2 separate regions of the Mus musculus genome follow, and region 2 is linked to region 1. Evidence: chromatin contacts called from public Hi-C data. All regions are on one chromosome and are shown on one strand. Each heading gives the region's core, a stretch centred on a gene start, on an enhancer-like site or on the middle of the called end of the contact. The rest is flanking DNA. Distances are from core to core; before and after follow the strand shown. Region 1 overlaps Pag1 (phosphoprotein associated with glycosphingolipid microdomains 1). Region 2 has its middle 12 kb from the start of Pag1.

Region 1 (3,169 bases), core at 225-2,724:
CAGGTTGTTCACAGATCCCGCTCAGCGGGCTCTGGTCCGGTCCAGGGGCCCCGATGATGGTCAGTTACACACACACTAAGCCAGATCCCACAGCTGCTGGACGCCAGCGCTGACTCTGCTCTTGCCTCTCAGGTCCTTATGGACTCTGAACTGCTGAATCCCCAGTTAAATGGGCATCCTCACCATCACACCAGGGTAGCTATGCAGATTATCCCGCCCTTCCCAGGAGCCATAAATTATCTGTCAAACAAGAAAACACCATGCAGCCTTTGGGGTGGTTTCTGTCATAACCATTTCTCTTCACAGTGGGTAAGGATGCCTTGCCCCAATGTTCACACAACACCCTTCTTCTCTTCCCTTCAGGTCAGCTGCAGCTAAAAGGATCTAGCTGCCTGTGAGCTCCTTCCTATCCCTGTCCCTTTTATGATGAGCTGTGCTCACAGGTGTGAAAAGCCAGGAGCCAAGGACAGTGACACTGCTCAGGCCTGGAGTCTCAGTGGTTCTAGGAGCCTCAAGAGAAACAATGATAGGCCAGCAGGTCCTCTGAAGGTATCCTTGCCACACAAGCAACACCTCCACAGACCGCCAGACACAGGCAGGAGTGGCTGGCCCTGCGTCTCTCGTATGCCTCCATACAATGCCATATTCTACCCCACACCCTCAGCAATCCTGTATATTTATATAAAAATTTTATATTAAAAACAGGTTATCTAAAATGCATCCATTGGAATAAAAAAAGGAGGTGGAGAAGGTTGAAGAGCTTAGTTATTTTTATTGGTATCTGTTATTCAGTCCCAAACACTGTCATATCAATGTACTCCTCTATGTCCTGCCTATGCTCACCCATCACCATCATTATTACCGTGGTTTGTAATAGTCAGGATGCAATGCAGACTCTCAGCACACCAGGCACATTGCTGCCGCTGAGCTCTAGCTCCTGTCCTCCTTTCACACAATCCAGATTGCAGAAACTCCTTCTGAAGTTGGGGTCTTTAAAAGTTATGCACGTTCTCTGTGTGTCACACCGCGGGTGGTACTCTCACCGTGTCCCTGCCATACACTGATTACTGTCTGCACATAATTGTTCCCAGGAGCTCCAAGCTAACACTGCTGGCACTGATAGGAGTGCTGATGTACAAGGAGCAAGCCTCGAGGCTGTCTGCAGCGCGCAGGATGTCTTTCTGAATTTCTAGGATTGAAATGCTTGATGCCACAGCTTAGATGGGCACCCTACTCTCATAAGGACCTTTTATGTAATACATGCATAATGCAGTGTGAAGAAAGGAACCAAGGAAAATGTTTTCCTAAATTATAACTTGCATCTTGGTAATGAGAAGCTATTAAAATGTATTTAAAAAAAATCCCCAAGCTGATGTGTTTCTTAGAATTCAGCGGTTCCCACTGCTCTGCTCGCATTCTGTATGCACAGCAGAGATCCCTGCCAAGACTATTACAGTGAGCAAACAATGTCCTCTCTGTCAGAGCCGAGAATGAATAGTATCACAAAATTCTCTTCCAACTTACAGCCTACACTTCCCCCAACCCTTCTGAGAACTGCCAGGGAGGGGGAGGCCAGAAGCTGGCTCTCCCCTTCCATCTGAAACTGCTTTCCACAACACCAAGGGTGGAATAATGCCAGCCATATATGATCTTCTAATCAGAGAAAGCAGACAAGAAGATTTCAAATCTAGTTGTGTATTGTTTCATCCCTGCGGATGTGAGTACACAGACACTTTGTAAGGAAAAAGGAAGCGCTTTATCAGATAAAAATCTCAGCCTAGTGAAAATAGCCCTATGCTAAAAACTAAACAGCAAAAGAGGAATTTCATAGAAATGATAGAGCAGTTTGTGTTCAGGGCCTAGGAGGCGAGTCACGAGTGCTGAAGCTGACAATGGGCTCTACTGCTGCCTGTAAGCCTTGGTGCCTACTAAGAATATGATTCACAAAGGGAGAGCCTGGAGCTATTCCTGTGGATGTGCAAGGTGAGGGTGGCCCACTCCACTAGGATCTGAGGTCTGCCTGTGTCTCCCCCTCAGCTCCTCTTTAGAAGTGGTATTAAGGACATTATCTTCTAAAATGAGACATTTATAAAGCATTTTGTATGAACCACTGAAAGGCTAACTTGGTGTGCATTTTCAGGGACCCCCCCCCCCACGCAGAGATTTCTTAAATTCTTTTCTTATTTGTTAAGTCTTAGTTGGTACAAAGCATTGGTCCAGGATCACCTGCATGACACATACAGAATGGATACTTTATTTGACCTCTAGTTAGAATCCCTCCACTATTTCATCATAAAGGAATGAATGCAATTTTCAGTCTAAACACTAGGACTCTCCCCGCTCCCTCTTTTCCCACACACTTGCTGCCCAGTCCCATGACCTCCCAGGGCGGGATGGTCTTCTTCTGCTGATACTTTTAGTGAGGCTGCAGACGGAAGCACCAGCCTCCCTTTCTTCTCTCTCCCCCTTTCACTCAGCCCTAGTCTGCAGCAGACAGACCATCAACTCTCCATGCTCCCACTGTCGTCTGAAACTGCAAGGCATGTGTTCCCTCCCTTCTTCCTATGACGGCCACAATTACCTTGGAGAAACGGTTGTCCAGAAGAGGGTTTCGTTCACGTGTCAGTATGCTGGGGTTCTCTCTTCCTTCTTGGCCTGTAACCAAAAAGAAAGAAAGAATGTCTGGGGGGCAGGGAAGGCATGTGGACAGGCTGTGAAAGACGCCTGCCAGCTTGCTGTAGAAAACGCTGGCCTGCGGATCAGACCCTGAGCTCCACATTCCTCTTCAAAGAGGCCGTAGTTTTAACTTCTAAACCAGTGAAAGTGCTGGCGGTACTCAAAACATACAAGGCTTTTCCCCCTGAAGTAACAGCCATGTTATCATTGGATCAAATATAAAGCAATTGACTTTTTTTTCCTCAAAGTCTTTCTAGTTTGTGACAGATAAATCTGTAAATTACCATATTACAATTAAAATCAAGTAAGTGCTACCTACATTTGAGATAAAAACTCAGAATTTATATGAAAAGAACATTCCTGCTTTTGGCGTGGTAAGCCATGACTCAGTTGACTCTTTCCCATAGAAAGGAGGCTGTGTGACTGTCAGGAGCCACGGGCATGCGGATATAGCCTGTGCTCGTTCCATCTTCACCCCACTGTGGAAATGAGA
Region 2 (3,169 bases), core at 471-2,970, 94 kb after region 1:
TGCCAAGAATAAGAAAGAATTCAAATATTGGCAGAAACAGGAATTATAAAAACAAAACAAAACAAAACAAAACAAAACAAATCTCTCCAGAATGTGAAAATGACCATCCTGTTTGTCTTTCAGGTTAAAATGGAATTAGCCTTACTGAGTTGAATCTGGCCTCATTCAGTAAGTCTTCATTTTAAAAACAGAATAGAAAGCCTGGCTTTGAAGCTTGAAGATGTTTTTAGTCATTATGGAAGGTACAGACCAATAGTTGATCTCAGATGAAAAAGTAGTGTAAAAATCTCATTTTTATCTTATCTGATTTATCTTACTCTTCAGAAGTAATTTCTAACACAAAAAGCTTAATTTGTTACTTACAGAATCTGTCAAAACACAGTGACTAGGGCAAGGTCACAGGCATGGCAGTGGCGTTCTGCTTGACAGCACGCAGCCATGCCCAATTAGGGCTTTATGTTCCTCTCACACATGTGGTGGAAACTCCCAAGTTTGTGAAAGCCACTGTGGGGGACATGGCAACCTCAAGAAGGAGCACATGTTGACAGAGCAGCTCTCAACAGATTTCCTAGGCGCTTTACCTAGAAGGGAAACGCTGGCAAGGGTGACTGCTTCCTGGAGTCCTAGGGCTAGACATTCCCATGACATGGTCTCCGAGACCAAGCAGGTGATATTAGGGAAAAGCTTCAGGACCTTCTTGCTCTATGTGTGGATGAGGCTTCATGCAGCGACAGATGCTGCTGTCTTTGTTGCCGAGAGCTCTCCTACTTGTATGCTCTTGACTTAGAGACAGCTATGTGCAATGTTCCCTCACATGTGTCTGAATCCTTGGCCCCCAGCTGCTGACGCTGTCTGGGGACATTGTTGAATCAGTAAGTAGGGTCTACCTGGAGAAAAGGAGTCTCGGGGCAATGGGGATTCAGGGTTGCAACCTGGTATGCATCCATCCACAACCTTTCTCTCATTCTGCTTCTCTATCTGCCCAGATGTGAGGAAGGAACCTTACTTGTCTGTGGCCACAATCACTACTGTTCCTGCCACCATGCCTCTCCCGCCCCACAACGGACTGTGTCCTCAAATTGTGAGATAAAATAAATACTTCCTTCCCTGTATCGTTTCCTGCTGGATATTTGTTAGCAGATAAAAGTAGCAAAACCACTATTTTTTTTCAAGAGCAGTCAATCTCAGGGGAGTTCCTATCAATTCTCTTTGATATCACTTCTCTCGGTGTCCAATTCCAGAGCAGTTAGCTAGCTAGACTGCACTCCTCTGGATCCAGGGCCATGGCTCAGAACCAACTCCTCTCCTGAGGCCACAGGAGAGCAGAAGGAGAGTTGGGCCAGAGGGGAAAATGGCTGTAGCAGTGAGTTTGAAAGCTGTTTGATCCTAAGGTGGTATTTCTGCCTTCTGAAAAACCAGCCTGTGATGGGAGCCAGCCCCCAACACAGTGGTGTGCAGGGTTATTGAGGCTTGTATGCCTCTTCTGGTAGATATTAGAATCGCACACCAGCTGTTTCTCCTTGCTCTGTTTCAAGATTCCTTTGTAAAATGAGACAATAGTGTTTCTTGTTTACTACTTGAAAATATGCCAACAACGTATCCTAATATTAAATTTGATGATGTTTAAAAGCAGCATATTCTTGGAAGCCTAGAAAGTATTCAGATCCCTGCTCCTATATAGCACTTACTTATGAGAGGAGCTGTGGGCAGCCTGTGTCCATAGTTCATGTAACCTCCATAAAGACAGTGAAATACTACATTTCTGTTTTACAGGTAAAGAAAAGGAGATGCATACATGTGTTAAATAACATGTCTGAGTCGACATAGCTAGTGGGCAGCTGACTGACCTCTGTGCATTTAAACGTGAGCCATATGACTATAAGGTCCATGTACCGAGTCTCTGCTCTCCGATGCTTGTCTAATAAATCAATGTGGTATTTTATTTATTGCTGTTTTCCTTCCTGTAAATCTTCCCGGCTCTGTGACCCAGCCATGATCCCTGGTCCTTCAGGTCTCAGGTCCCAGGAGAAGCAGCAGCTGACCCCTTCCTACAACTAAGCCAAAGTGATTCACACTAAGTCACTATCTGCCCAGATGTGAGGAAAGGGTGGGTGGGGGAGGGGGAGGAGCTGGGCCTGGCCATGAGCACATAGAGGGGGGCTGGGGAATGGGGAGAGAAGGGACAGGGAGGGAAGAGAAGAGGAGCAAGAGAGAAGAGAGGGAAATGACAAGTTAGACCTGGATCTTCCTCGTGCATTCTCCATATCTAGAATTTCACAACACTCTATTTATTTAATAGTTATTGAATATCCTCTCAGCACAGAGCATTGTATGTGTTCTTTGCTGAGGACAGAAAAAGAAGATGAATAAATAGAAGCCACAGTCTTACCTACAAGGCATACTCATCTTGAATAATTGACAGCTGTTTAAGTCATCATGGCAGGGAGCCTGTATGTATGAGTTGGGGTGACTGGGTTCAAACACTGTTTTCTGTTTCCTACCTGTGTATTGCCTTTAAAATAATCTATCTGAAGTTTAATTTTTTCTTTTGTAAGATGGACTTTGATAACATGTTCCTCCTTGGGGTGGGATGCTATTTAAAGTACTCAGCCAATGCTTTGAGCAGCGCATCGTTTTCAAGAGCAAATAGAGGGATCTCAATGGGAAGATATGCATTGTGGGAACTTCAAAGTACATGTGACATCAAGGACTGCTCTAGTTTCCCACCGCTACTTTCAACACACCCTAAGAAAGTGATAATGTCCCAAACGTACTGTAAATGCTATGGATCCAAGAAAGTCTAGGCACCAAATGGAAGTTTTACAATCTGGAGCCTGTGTGCCTTCTGTCTCTAGGGATGTTTCACTAAGTACTTTGATGGAGATAGGGTGTGCCCCTGTGAGGACTGGCTACTGTTTTTTACAGAGGTGGCCAGGGTGTGCCCAAGCTACCTTCTGTCTCAAAACCCCCATTCCTATCAAAAGCAAGGTTATGTACATAAGTGAGAGAAATAGATAGCATGGTTTTTCCTAGTGACTGAAGAGGGAGCCTCTCTTCCCCATAGCTGGTGTTTTCTTCCATGCACAGAGGCTCCATTTACACAAAACACGAAGATCCTTGCTCATCCCCACTCGGTACTGGGGGCAAGGAAGGAGAGACTTACTTGATT

Evidence for each region. A called contact is a pair of places that touch in the nucleus more often than the background predicts.
Region 2: a contact with region 1 is called in a Hi-C map of Sertoli cells, with 2.5 times the contacts expected there. The contact joins two enhancer-like sites. A contact is called at or near these places in 2 of 39 promoter capture datasets (the C10 cell line and neural stem cells), 15 of 484 Hi-C or Micro-C datasets (the G1E-ER4 cell line, the HL-1 cell line, Sertoli cells and 12 more), 14 of 115 datasets of contacts at active chromatin or transcription factors (CD8 T cells, the SCID.adh cell line, astrocytes and 9 more) and 3 of 9 other capture datasets (adipose tissue, liver and pancreatic islet).

Annotation. Positions count from the first base shown.
Region 1 is chr3:9,749,832-9,753,000 of GRCm38.p6, forward strand. It overlaps Pag1 (phosphoprotein associated with glycosphingolipid microdomains 1), which reads right to left. Exons shown (of 9, transcript NM_001195031.1): 3 at 2,582-2,655. Among named protein-coding and RNA genes, the nearest start is that of Pag1, 82 kb to the right of the region's middle. Within about 2 kb of position 1,475, at least 156 of the 459 cell types and tissues checked have an H3K27ac peak or open chromatin away from gene starts, as enhancers often do. A contact at or near this core is called in Sertoli cells, where this site is marked.
Region 2 is chr3:9,843,866-9,847,034 of GRCm38.p6, forward strand. No RefSeq gene overlaps it. Among named protein-coding and RNA genes, the nearest start is that of Pag1, 12 kb to the left of the region's middle. Within about 2 kb of position 1,721, at least 21 of the 459 cell types and tissues checked have an H3K27ac peak or open chromatin away from gene starts, as enhancers often do. A contact at or near this core is called in Sertoli cells, where this site is marked.